Linked DNA regions of Mus musculus: region 2 is linked to region 1. The links are chromatin contacts, called in public HiChIP or PLAC-seq maps. All regions are on one chromosome and are shown on one strand. Each heading gives the region's core, a stretch centred on a gene start, on an enhancer-like site or on the middle of the called end of the contact. The rest is flanking DNA. Distances are from core to core; before and after follow the strand shown. Region 1 holds the start of 2900009J06Rik (RIKEN cDNA 2900009J06 gene). Region 2 has its middle 54 kb from the start of Gm23056.

Region 1 (6,968 bases), core at 2,655-5,154:
AAGAATAAACCATTTCTCAGAGAAGTTGGGCCAGTCTCTTAAGACGGAGATAAAAAGGGCTGTGACCTCAGGTTATACTCTAGACACTGTTGGGCTAGGGCTGTTATAATTTACTAAACTGATAGCCCCCTCCTTGTTTTTTTTCAAGACAAGTTTCTCTGTGTAGCCCTGCCTGTCCTCTAACACAGAGATCCATCTGCATCTACCTCCCAAGTGCTGGGATTAAAGATATGTGCAGCCACTACTTGGCCTAAACTGATTTAAAAAAAAAAAAGTTATAGGGCTGGAGAAATGGCTTGGTGGTTATGGCTGTTTTTCTAGAGGACCCAGGTTCAGTCTCCAGCACCCAAATGATGGTTCACCACCACCTATAACTCCAGCTCCAGAGGATCTAACGCCCTTTTCTGGCCTCTGCAGAGAACAGGTGTGCACACAGTAATATATATATATATATCACAAACACACGCAACCAAAACACCTATACACATAAAATAAATAAATAAATCTTTAAAACATGCTTTTATATTTATTTTTGTGTGTTTGAGAGAGGCAGGCAGGCAGGCAGGGAGGGAGGGAGGGAGGGAGAGAGAGAGAGAGAGAGATTGAGATTCTTATACTGTGTGTCCCACAGATCAAGTTCAGGCTATTAGGCTTGGCAGCAAGCACCTCCTAAGCCATCTCACCAGCTCACTAGATTTCTCTTAAACTTGATCCAAGAAGGATATTCTTTATTTACCAGTCCTAAAGATAGTTTTATTCTGAAGCTATATACAGTCACCTATTCCTTAGAATGATTGGACTCTCCAAGAAAACTGACAACTGAAAAACAAGTTACTCGGTGACAGACACAGGCGAAGATTGACTCCAACTCTTAAATAAACAAGCACAGAAATGCTTCTTTACTTTTAAATCTGTCAATCTGAGACACTAAAACAAAGCACTGAATACTGAAGGATACCTTAGCATCATGGATGCATGACAGTTTAAGACCTTACAGTTTGTTCTGGCATCTCAGCTTCTTACTCTGTTGGGTTTAATTTATCAAATGATACTTGAGGGTTTTTAAAAAATGACACTTGATTATAATCTGAGAAAAAAATTCTCAAGAATGCAAGAAAATATGAATTTAAACATGACCGATGTTCAATCTGAGATCATCACTGAAGGATCAGGTGTGTGGGAAGTACTACTGAGGCTATGCTACTGATACAGTATTTAAAACCACCTTTAAGCTGCCAAAACAGGCCAGAAAGACATTGAGGTGAGAGGGATGATGTTGTTTCCCCAAACAGATAATTACCCTGCTAGGAAAGACTAAGCACTCAAGCCTCCTTCCTATGCGGAAGGCAAACAAACTTTTAGACGACTGTAAGTCCAAGTGTTTCATGCAAGTGCCCTGTGCTAACTAGGCAAATTTGAAGAGACAGATTCTACCATTGAGAAGGATGTTTGCTTAAAGCAAACAAACCAGGACACAAAAACAAATAAAGGAAGGGCTTAAAAAGCAAGGCATGTGGCGAGATCTTATACTGAAAATAGAAAAGCAAACCCATTCGCAAAAATAGGACATCTACGGCTCTGCAAAGAATTTCCACAACGATTTTGACTTGTACTTTCTACCAGCATGATCCAGGACTACTGTGAAAAAGCCAAGGTTACTTAGTGCTCACTAATTCACTGCTACTTTTAGAGAACTGAAATTAAAACTGGATTCTCTTAGCATAAGCATTATAAATAGGTTCTTTTCTTCTCTACAACACCACTATTGACCTAAGAATGATACAAAATAATCCAGAAAGAGCAAGACTCAAAACAGATTAAAACAGATTAAAAGAACAGGGACTGCAAAACCCACAGTTATAAAAAAACAAAAAAAAAAAACAAAAACAAACCACTGTCTCAGACAAAAACAACTTGCAAATTTGATAAACCAGGTTAGACTTAAGATCAACTGAATTTAAAGCAGGAATTAATCTAAACTATAACATTTCTGCCATTTCAAAAGCAAAAAATGTAAGAAACTTTTCTAAAACTGTTTCCTTAGCAATTGGGAGCCTAAACTCCACAAACTATCCACAAAGAACATTAAGTCCTTACATGGCCTAGTCCTACATGTGCCTTTCAGAATAACACTATAAAAATTCTAATAAAAGGCAAATTATAAAGAGAAATTAAAGTATTACTTCAAAGCAAGACTCAATTCATACCATTTGAAACAAAGAACCCTACACAATTAAATGTATCCTTCCCAAGGACTACACTTGCCCAAACAAACTATTCTGTTTTGAGTACTTAAATTATTCTAATATAAATCACCCCAACTGCAAATTTTACATGAGCAAAACACTATCGCTTTTTGAGTTAAGAAACATTTTGTTTGTTTCTCCGCCAGGCTTGGTGGCACATTACTTAATCCCAAGCACTGGGGAGTCAGAGGTAGTAGATATCTCTTTTGAGTTCAAGGCCAGCCTGGTCTACATATTTAGGTCCAGGACAGCCAGACTTACAAGTGAGACCCTGTCTCAAAACAAAACAACACCCCCCTCCCCAACAAATCCAACAACAAAAGGCTAACACTGTGCTTTACAGCTTAATTAATAAAATTCTCTCTCACACACACTCCTCTGCACGAGGCAAAACGTTTATTGCATAACTCACATTTATAGTAAACGTAGAACGCTCAATTTATAAGTAAAAACAACGATCAACTAACTTGTTTTCGCATTATCTACTCATTTTAACATTCGGCGTCTAAAACAATAAAACAGTACTTACATTTCTGTTGAATTTGGTGAAGGAATGGTGCATATAAAACCTGTGCATATAAACAATCGCAGTGTTTATTGTAAGCTGAGAGCTGGGATGCAACGTTTAGAAAATAATCTAAGCAAAATGTTTCCAAAAACTAAATCAATTTGAATGGAAAAATCCCCTTTCCATTTACTCAAATCCAATCCTCAACCTGAAAGTATGCAGAAAGTCTGCGGGGAGAAGAGAAATCAGTCTGGATGCCAAATTATTCTAATACGCTACGTAGGGAGAGCCCAGGAATTATTTGCAATTAGGTTACAGCTTAGTACAGTAGAAATAAAGTAGTCGAAAGGCGCGCGCCACACACCCAAAGAACATGAAACATCTACGTGCGTTCCCCCGGCGCAACAGAGCCGCCCTGGAGCCGGCACGGAAGCCTCGGAAAACACTTTCCGTGGAACATCTGCGACCTCTCTACGTCTCAAGGCCTTTTCTGACTTCCGAAAGTGGAAGGGGCCGCCCCTTGGCTTTGCTCATCCCGGATTCCTCCTCTCTCGCCAGGGAAGCACTGCTATTCCCTCCCGCATCACGCGCTCCCAAACACAGGTTATACAACGCGGGCTCCCGGCCCGCCTTCCCCGGCACATCTCCTCTTTCTCCGGCTCGCCACGGCAGCTCGGGCCCTAGCTTTCTCTGTGTCTTTCCCGAGATCAAAAGACGGCAAAGGGAGCGGCGCCATGTTCCCGGGACACTAGGCCCGGTCACCCGGCGAGCGCGACCAGGGCGTGTGGGACGCAGGGCCGCAACTAGAAAAAGGATACACATTGAGACGTTGCCCCATGTCCTGGATGAGGTTGGCCGCCTGCTGGCGATGCGACAGCTCTTCATCCGCTTCCACTCCGCAGCGGCGGCTCGGCGTGTTCTCCAGCTGTTCCCGAGTAAAGAACCAGCGAGAAGAAGCTCCACGGCCCGACGCCATGACACTTCCTCCTCCGCCCGCGCCCTGAGCCCGCCCCCTCCCCGCCTGCCTCCGGGACTCCGCGCCAATGTGTCGAGGCCCCGCCCCAATGTGCTCTCCGTAGGGTGGGCCACGCCTTTTCCGGGCCTGCTGCTACCCACGCGCACGCGCAGGGACCCGCCCTGCCGGCTCGCGCTGGTCTTTTGCTTTCTCTTTCCGGCCTCCCTCCCCTTTCTCTCTCTCGGACCCGCGGGACCACAATGCTCTGCGCCTCTTGTCATTGGGAGACGCCGTAAAGTGGGGGTCACTCGGAAAGAAAAGGTCGACGCGGTGCATGCTGGATCTGGGAGGGGCTAAGGGGAAGGGGCGGGGCGAACAGGGAAGAGGTCCTGAGGCTGCCTAATAGGGCTTGGACGTTAGCTTTCAACTAAACGGTTTATTTTGTGGTCTGTGAGTTTGCGGGTGCGTTAAAGTCAGAAAAGGCTTTTCTAGTCTCGGCTTCGTGCTGTAGCTTCCATTTTCTTACATGTTGGTGGGTGTATTTTCTTAGCTTTGTTGACTCCTGTGTCCACGAATGGCTACCCTCCGGAGGAGTTAGCTAGGAAAGAACGCTAATTCTAGCAGTGAACTAACAGTGTCTTCTGGGTTTTTTGGTTTTGTTTTTTAAATCGCTAGTAGATGTTGGGGAGCATGCGCCTTTAAAACGTTACTTTAAACCTAAAGCCACTCAAGGGGTATGGGTTGTTTTAAAACGATGTGCCATGTGTCCCAGACTGGCTTTGTGTTCACTCTTGTAGCCAAGAATGACCTTGGATTTACTGTCCTCTTGCTTCCCCCTCGGAAGTGCTGGGATTACAAGGCCAGTGGCATCACTCTGCAGATATCTTTCTTATTAAGTTACCTGTCAAACAATATGAAGTTAATAATTGGAGGTCATGACTCTCTAGGCCTTCCATCCAGATGGGGTGTATGGTTTTGAAGGTCTGTGTGGTTTCTGCGGGTTGAGATTGGGGGATGGTTGGGGAGAAGCAGAACGCTGTAACTCAGGTTGTCCAGAAACAAAGTGCAGGGATTATAGGCTGGTGTGCCGCATCTTGGTTGAAGTGCTGGAGCAGAGGGCCTTAGGCATACTAGGCCAACAGTCTAACAAATGAGTGCAAGAGAAGCTAAGAAAAAAATTGTTTAGGATTTTATAAAGTAAGGTCTCTTATAACTGATGATTTATTTCCATCTTTTTGTAAGGAAGCACCACTCATTTGTTTACATGTTATCTGCCTCTGAGTTAATGCCTATTGTATATGACCAAATTACACTTTAGTTTTTAAGTATTTTCTGAAGACTGCAGTCAGTTATCGAAAACTGGCTTTTAAAAAGCCAACGAGGGCTGTTGAAATGGCCGACCAGCTAAAGGCAACGCTGCCAAGCCGGACAACTTGAGTTCACTCCCCACCTATATGGTAGAGGGAAAGACCCAAATGCTACAAATTGTCCTCTAACCTTCACACGTGCTCAGTGGCACACATGCGTGTGCACACTCATGCACAATAAACAGCTGTAAAGAAAATGACCCTATCTAAAAATTCCTTAAAATGAAAATAAATAAAAGGGCTAGTGTGTTTGTGATTAAAACTTGAGGCTTTCATTTGTCAGGATTTGGGGGTTCCTGCCTCAGCCTACTGCCTGCTCTATTGTGCTATGCTAGTGTTTTGATTATTGTAGGTGGTTATTGTGAACAGCCACCTAAATAATACCTTGTTATAGATATAACAAGATCTCTCATCTTGTTACCTAGATGTTCCTAGATTGATTTAAAGTAACATTCTATAAGTGCCTTTCTACAACACTCAGTCCTAATGATAAAAAAGAGAAAAGTAGAAATGGAGGAGAGCTTTTCAACTTTATAACATCTACAGAAGACAACAGCCAGCATGGCACTTGATGTTAAGGTGGCTTCCATATAAGATTAAGGACAAGGCAAGTCTGTGCCCTCTCTGTTGACTCCTTTCAATATTGTACGAAGTGTCTTATATAATACAATACAAAAGAAACACACAGTAAGCAGATCTGTCCTTTCTGTTTTCTTCAGTTGTGCATGTTGCGGCAGGGCACATGTTGCTGCGGGCATGCCAAAGCACATATGTACAGGTTGGAAGTTGACTTGAGGACTCTTCTCACCTACCACGTGGACCATGGGGATTGAACTAAGATCATCAGTCTTGGTGGCAGTCACTTTTATCCACTGAGCATTGAAGCTTCACTCCTTCTTTACATTTTAAACACGTCTTCATTGTATGCTTGAGTGCCTGCATGTATGAATGTGCACTACATGTAAGCATGGTGCCCACAGTGGTGCCAGATTTCCTGCGGCCTGAGTCCTGAGCTGCTACATAATGGGTGCTGGGGTCTAAACCTTGGGTCCTCCGAAAGAGCTGAAAATGCTTGGAGCTTTTGAGCCACATCTTTCCAGCCCCAGCTTGCATTCCTTTTTGATACAACTGACCTTGGCTTTCCGTAGCACTTCTATAATTGGCTTCACATGATCTTGTCACTGTACCCTAAGACTCTCTACCTTCTCATGTCCATCCACAGTAGTCTTCCTTGCCCTGACCTCTCCTGCCACAAGGCTTAAATATCTACTATTCTGCTAGGAACAAAATTTGACAGCTTCCTATAAGATTTAATATAAATGTTTCACTACAGCCTACTGACCAGGCCACATTTCTGGCTTCCTCTCCTTCCACGCTTGCTTGCCCATAATCTCCAGCTACTATCGCACCCCAGCCTCAGCAGCTTTGTACTGTTGCCATGCACGAAGTCTCTTCATGGCCAGCCAATCTCATTTAGTCTCAAAGTCCTCTTTAGAGAGGCTTTCTTTGGCTCTACAAATGAACATTTTACTTCCCATCTGTCTCCTAGTTGCCATCACATCTTTAATGTCTTGAAGGTATCCAGTAATAGAATAATTCCCTCTGTCCTGTTCCTTCTCTTATTCCATATTCTCCTTCCTCCTCCTTAAAGCTTCTTACTTCTCAAATTGCAGAAAAGAAATCTCACCCCTTTTGTTTACAGCTGTAGCCCCAGTGTCTTGATCATCCTGCCTCTCTGGCACGTGGAAGAAAGTTCTTGTCAAGATGAATATGAGCTGGGTAGTGGTGCCGCACACCTTTAATCCCAGCACTTGGGAGGCAGAGGCAGGCGGATTTCTGAGTTCGAGGCCAGCCTGGTCTACAGAGTGAGTTCTAGGACAGCCAGGGCTATA
Region 2 (6,968 bases), core at 1,143-3,642, 1.1 Mb before region 1:
TCACACGGTGTCACGATTTCCCATGAAGTGACATCCTGACTACATAGGATGTAGGCTGGGAGTCCAGCTGAATAGCAACATTCAGAGGGCGTAGCATGAGTCAATTCACAGAGATGTCTTCCTGGGAGGGTTAAAAGAATCCTTCATCGTGGAGAGATATCCCAAAATGTCACTTCTCAGCTAGTGCCCAGAGGCATGCAAACGTCTCTGATGGCCGGTTTCTTGATGACAGCACACATCAGCTTCCTAAACATAAGCAGTGCCAGCCATACATAAACCCACCATCAGCATCTACGGACCCTGGCCAAGGAAGCTTTCCCAGCCATGTTTCTCCTGAAGACCCCCAGGGAAAGAACTTTGATGGGGATGGAATCTGTTCACAAGGGTGAAGCTCACATTCTTCCACTTCCTGTAATGACCTCAGGATGCCTTTAAGTTATATTTTTTTAATGTGGGCTGAGAAGATGGCTCAGTGGATACAGAGCCTGCATCCCATGCATGAGGACCTGAAGTCAGTTCCTAGAATCCATGTAAAACACCAGTTCAGCAATATGTACCTGTAATCCCAACACTGGGAAGGTGGAGATAGACAGATCCCTGGGGTTCTGTAGCCAGCCAGACAGACAACCTGACAAAATTCCAGGCCAATGAGAGGTCTGTCTCACTAAAAAGTGAAAGATGCCTAAGGATCTGTAACACCCAGGGTTGTCCTCTGACCGTCCCCACAAAATGTGTACTACCCCTCACGCAAATATAGAAAATAATTCTTTTGAAAGCGTGCTGTCATGATATATTAGGCAAGCCCTGTCTGGGCATTCAAATAGAAACATTGACAATATAACAGGCTACAAAATCATACAACTACTGGCATTGGATTTTCATATTTTAGCTGAAAGTATGTAGTGTGCAGATTATTTAAATGTTGGAATTATCTGGATTGGATTAGTTGTAAAAGAAAGAATGTGGACCACTGCAGTTTGATCGATTCCATCTGGGGTACCTGGGCATCTGCATGAGACCCATTCCTATAGCGGTCTCCCAGGAGTCACTGGCCCAGGGCAAACTGGGACCAGTAGTAGATCCCTGCAGGCTGTCTGTGAAGAGAAAAATACACACTCTGCTTTAAGAGAGGTGGAGGCAGACATGGGTTCCCTCTGGGTACCAACAACTGTCTGGACATGTTTCTTCTGTGGGGAGAAGCCAGCATTCAGAAATAGTTCTATTTTCTCTCCAGCCTCCCCTCCTTCCCCACCTCCCTCCTCTCCACTTCCTTAGGGACTACTCAGAACATCTAAAGAGGACTTCAAAGCTTGTGTGCAAACAATGCAGCCTTGACCACAGGTGCCTTCCTCATCATCACCAAAGAGCGATTTTGAGAGACTCCCCAGAGGAGAAGCTTCTAATGGTTTAAGCGCCAGTCTGCCCACCACGCTTCCCATGGCAGACTCAGACTGTAGTCTACGGAGCACACTCCTTCTCTGTTCTCTGCTGCAGTAGGTCTCCCCCAGATACTAGCAAAGTCTCTAGGTATTATGTCCTCCCAACACATGCAAGTGAACAGCTAGAGTGGACCCCATGGACAACCAAGGATGTCTGGGCACAAACTGGCGAAGTTAACCTTGCGGACTAACTATTGGGATCATCTCCAGCTGGCACTGGCATCATCGGTCAGCTTTAGACAAAGACAAAGCCGGGCAGCACTGAAGTGTCATTTGATCCTACGGACCAGCCCTCATTTTCACCACAGTTGAGGTCGGATGAAGTGCTGCCATGAAACTGAGCCCAGGGCAGGTCTAGCCACAAGAGATGACAGCTCTTTATCACACGAGGGACCCATGCCAACAGCCGTGCAACATCTGTGCATCAATTAGCAGCAAAGACATCCCTCCTGGGGTGAGGGAACAACAGAACGTTAGAATTGTTCTTCCTCTTTCCATCTGTGCTTCCTGAGGCCCACAGAGCCACAAAGAGGACACCCCACAGATGGTTTGGGGTGCCACAATTACTGTTCTTTCTACAATAGTCTAACTCGCTCAACTTCAAAGAAAGTAACCCCTGCTGGTTAATGACAGCTAAGCCGAGGAAGCAAACAGCAAAGGAGAGATAGCTCTGGAGAGACAGTTCTGGTTTTGTTAGCTGTTGGCCACTAGGATTTAGTGAGACTCTTCCATTCCAATAATGAGCCATTTGTGGAAGCCTTCACGGAGCTTGCCTGTGTTGTCCCCCCCCCCACAGCCCCGAAACCTCCACCCCAACCCACCCCCACACAAACACATAAAGAAGATCTACTTCAACAGAGGATGGCCCTCCACATCAGATGTTCCCCTCTGGAGCAAGCAGGGTCTCAGACCACAGACTGTAGTGGGTTTGCCTCGACACCAGAGGGCGCCCTGTGGTCATGTTTCCCTCTAGGTTACGTGACTTCTGAGTTTGACAAAAACCAAGAGCCAAGCGCCAAGCACAGAGGGATTGCTTGTTTTGTTTTCTTTTGCTTTGTTTTGCTTTGCTTTGCTTAAATAGTCCTCTTGGGATAACATCAGACTCTCATCCTACACAATTATTTTGCTTTGAACAATGTCCTTTGACCCATGCTGTTGGGAACCCTAACAGAGAAACGCTTTTCTACGCACATCGCTCTTTCGTTATGACAGTTGTTTGTTTGCTAACTGCTTGTTTCAGAATGACGACTCAGATCGCCTCAACTGCAGGCTGCAGGGGAGAAAAGTTTCTCACCAGCCCGTCAGGGCTCACAGGACTAACAGGACTGACCTAGGCGTGGCTTTCCCACCCCGACCCTCTCACCCTCATCCCCCACCCGCATCCTCCCACCCCACATCCCATCGGCTCTTTAGCGTGTGTACTTTCGTCACCCACCTTCTTCCAACAAAGGCCTAACCAGTTCTGATGCTCTACGTTACTGAGAAAGTCTGTCCTCACTCCTGGAGTGGCTAGATTTGGTCATTCCTATAGCCAGAAGCTTCATTTGCAAGCAGAGTGGCTAAGGCAGACAGACCCATGAACTTGAATTTTGTTTTTGTATAATGCTGTGGTCCATCAAAATAAACGAAGGGTCCCTCTGGGGCCCTGACCAGCTCTTTCTTCTTTGACTTTTCTCAAGTCACACACCACACTTGTGCTTTTGCTTCAGGCAGAGTCTCATGGGGCTCAGGCTGGCCTCCAGCTCACTGTGCAGCACACAGTGATCTTTCTTGCGTTTTACATTTTTCCTGCGCATGGGGTTCTGGGCATGTGTGTGCTACAGTACATGTGTGGAGGTCAAAGAACAACTGGCATGCATTAGTTCACACCTTTCACCATGTGAGCAAGCCCTGGCAACCAAGGAGTCAGGTTTGGCAACAGATGCTCAAGGATGACCTTGACCACGTAAATCCTCCTGCCTCTACTTCCAAGTGCTGAAATTGCAAGCGTGCACCACCGCACACGGGTAACCAATTTCTGGGATGGAACACGGCATTTCAGTTACAAGCTAGGTGATGACTCTGATTAACCCACATCCCCGGCCCACACCACCACCTTTTTGACAGTTACTTTCCTACACAGCCCTTGACATTTTGCACTAAGCCTTTCTAGTGCACTGTCTCTCTAGAATCTAATAACCTGGTCAGCATTTCTCTCATCCACCCATTCAAAGCTGATAGTCTATTCTGTTTCCCCGTGTCTGGCATGTCCCTTCATTTTAGATATACTTTTACTATTTATAATTGATTACTCCTTTATCATATTGTACCAGAATGAGTACCCAGAGGAGAGGGCTACCTAGAGCATGGCGGCTGGGAACTGTCCTGAAATCTTTGCATCTCCGAAGCTTCACGGGGCCCCTGACACAGAGCGAGCGTTTCATAAATGTTTGTGAGTTTGGACTACTTGCACCCATTTGACACAGATAAGGTAATTGAGGCACACAAAGGGGCTAAGTAATGCCGTATCCACTGTTCGAGGGAACTGACAAGTACCTGCAGGACAGATCAATAAACAGAGGGAAAATGTTCCTACTCTGGAGCAGACATCCTGATAAACACAGCAGAGAGGTGAACCCACCAAAGAGCAGGATGCGATCCAGAAGCCCCGATTCTCACCGTGACCACTGGGTCCTACACACCTCTGGCCCTAGCACAGTGGTCCTCAACCTTCCTAATGCTATGACCCTTGAATACAGTTCCTCATGTTGTGGTGACCCCAAGCCAAAACATCGTGGTTTGCTACCTCATAACTGTAAGTTTACTATGGCTGTGAATCATAACGTAAGTACCTGGTACATGACCTATGTGGGAGGTCACAACCTACACTCTGAGAGCACTGTCAATATATGCCCTCACCCACTTCCTTAGTGGGAAAATGTCACCTCCATATTTGCAAAGTCATTACACACACACACACACACACACACCTCAACATGATGTGAGAAACACAGAAGTGAGAAACCATCACGTTACATGTACAAATGGAATGAAGGGCAGCACTGAGTGAAGCCATTTCCTAGGCCGAGTCTGAAGGAGCAGAAGGTAGGGAACAAGAGGACGAGGAATGACAATCAATAACAGCCCAGAGACTACAACGTGAGCTGGTCAAGTGCTAGCCTTGCCTGGTGTTCAAACCCTAGAAGCCATGAAAAAGAGCCAGGTGAGGCAGCACATGCTTACAACCCCCCAAGCTGGGGAACAGAGACAGGTGGATTTGGGGGATCACGGGCCAGTTGACATCACCTACTTGGCTAATTCCTGAACAATAAGAGACTGACTCAGGAAGAGAAAAATGAGACAGTGGACAGCCAATGACAAACAGCAGCCAAGGTTGTTCTGTGTCTTTACATCACACACAACATGTACACATGCACGTGTGTGCTCATGCACGCACACACACATATGCATGCATGCATATGCACACAAACATGAATTCATGCATGCATGTGCCCATGTACACACACACACACACACACTGATACTGCACACACTTATAAAATACATCATACAAATATACACAGATATATACTGTACATACACCCATATGTGCATCATTCTCACACACATACAAATATATATGCACACACACACAAATATGCACCTTGCACACACACAAACACATGCACTGTACATACATAAACACACATACAGATACACTGTACATGCATGTAAATGCACAGACTATGTACACACATACAAAATACATCATTCTGACACACACACAAACACATACCTTACAGGCACACACCTTACACACATACATACATACATACATACATACATACATACATACATACATACATATAAACAGGCACAAATTACATAGGAGAAATAAAGGAGCAAGCATAACATATGTGTTCTCAGAGAATAGTATCAGGAAGCAGGAAGACAGCTTTTCCCACGGCCTGTGCCTGTTTAACAAAGGAGGTTTGTGCTTGAGAAGGAGGCAGGGCTGTCCCCTTCCCACCCAGTGTCTCATTTCCTCTCTGAACTCCACCCCCACCTCCCTTCTCTTGTTGCTGAAGCCCTTACATAAATGGGGTCTTAACCCATAATATCATGCCTTCCCACAGCAGTCTGAGCGTGTACTCCACAGTGAAAATGCTAATTGCACACAGAGATGTGTCTGTCTCCTTTACCCACTACAAGACTGGAAGGTCCAGGAGCGAGGCTCTGAATTTTGCTTGTTCAGTGCTGAATTTCCCCAAACTAGCATATAGTAAGTGATCAATAAAACACCCAATGGACTGTTAAATGAAGATCAGCAAAGTTTGGGCAACAGGGGGACAGAAGAGATGGCTCAGCAGTTAAGAGCGCTTGCTGCCGTTCGTTCCAGAAGACCTCAGTTTGGTTCCCAGAGGTCCAGATCGGGCAGCTCAGCTGCCTGGAGCTCCAGGCCCAGAAGATCTGACACCTTTTCTAGCCTCCTTAGGCATACACACACACACACACACACACACACACACACACACTAAAAGTTCTTTTAAAATAATATTGGGACCCTGGGTATCTACGATAGCAGGGAAATCCTCCCAGGTCCTAGTTGCTGTGGCTGCCTCAATTCAGCCTACATTCAAATTAAGTGGCAAGCGCAGCCACGGTGGCAAATTGGTACCTCGGTTTGTGCAAATCGGAGTGGGAAAGAATGTCCTGTTTCCCTGGGAAACACACAGCCCGTGAGTTTGAGCTGCTGACCCTGCCTGCCTCTGGAACATAACATCCCATCCCCTCCCTGTTTCCTCTCCGTGGAAACTGAAGATGCTTTTCCTTCAATGGAGCCTGCTCTGATGAGCACTGCTCTCCCTTCCGGGACTCAGGCACCTTGCTCCCCTCCAATGCGTGCACAGTCTGTGCACAGTCAGTCCCAAGGCCCTGTCAGGGCTCTGCTGTGGTTATATCTGTCTGTCTCAAGAGGAGAGGCAACTGGATCTCAGAAAGGACAATGGTAATGGTCACATAGCCCAAAACCACAAGGAGAAGCCCCTCATTGTGACATTAGTCAATGCTCGAATGCTTCTATACAATCAGAAATCTTGCTAAATGTTTAAGCGTCAGATTCCATTCATTTCTCCCTACCCTCCAACCCCCCAATCATCACTAATTCCTAGGCATATGACAACTCCAAGTTATGACAGGACCTGTGGAGTTACTGAGCAGCTCAATGTCCTTAGCTTAATTCCAAGTCAGTTCTTCTGTAAATCTCACCCGCAGCCTGCATGCTCTCTACCCAGCTACTAACTGGGCTTGCTTTCCTTTTCTGAGTCTCACTTATTCAGTGATGAACTCCTTCATCGGTCAGGCTTTGTCATGGGAGGGTTGACCTGTGGTCTGAGAGCAGCCAATCTTCAAAAGCACTACAAATAAAATCTTCAAAGTGTCTCTCTCCTCTCTCTCCCCCTCTGTCTCTCCCTCTCTCTATCTCTCTGTCTGCTTTTCTCTCTCTCTCTCTCTCTCACACACACACAAACACATACACACAAACACACA

The links. HiChIP or PLAC-seq counts read pairs in DNA pulled down with a chosen protein or histone mark.
Region 2: an H3K4me3 HiChIP or PLAC-seq map of bone marrow-derived macrophages shows a contact between it and region 1, with 6 times the contacts expected there. The contact joins the enhancer-like site here to the promoter of 2900009J06Rik in region 1. A contact is called at or near these places in 3 of 39 promoter capture datasets (the 3T3-L1 cell line, embryonic stem cells and liver), 6 of 115 datasets of contacts at active chromatin or transcription factors (T-cell acute lymphoblastic leukemia, bone marrow-derived macrophages, embryonic stem cells and 3 more) and 2 of 9 other capture datasets (adipose tissue and liver).

What each region holds. Positions count from the first base shown.
Region 1 is chr1:127,770,990-127,777,957 of GRCm38.p6, reverse strand. 2900009J06Rik (RIKEN cDNA 2900009J06 gene) reads left to right here and starts at 3,904. Exons shown (of 2, transcript NR_045298.1): 1 at 3,904-4,030. Ccnt2 (cyclin T2) reads right to left here and starts at 3,794. Exons shown (of 9, transcript NM_028399.1): 1 at 3,573-3,794; 2 at 2,776-2,857. The coding sequence starts at 3,730.
Region 2 is chr1:128,828,200-128,835,167 of GRCm38.p6, reverse strand. No RefSeq gene overlaps it. Among named protein-coding and RNA genes, the nearest start is that of Gm23056, 54 kb to the left of the region's middle. Within about 2 kb of position 2,392, at least 115 of the 459 cell types and tissues checked have an H3K27ac peak or open chromatin away from gene starts, as enhancers often do. A contact at or near this core is called in T-cell acute lymphoblastic leukemia, adipose tissue, bone marrow-derived macrophages and 2 more, where this site is marked.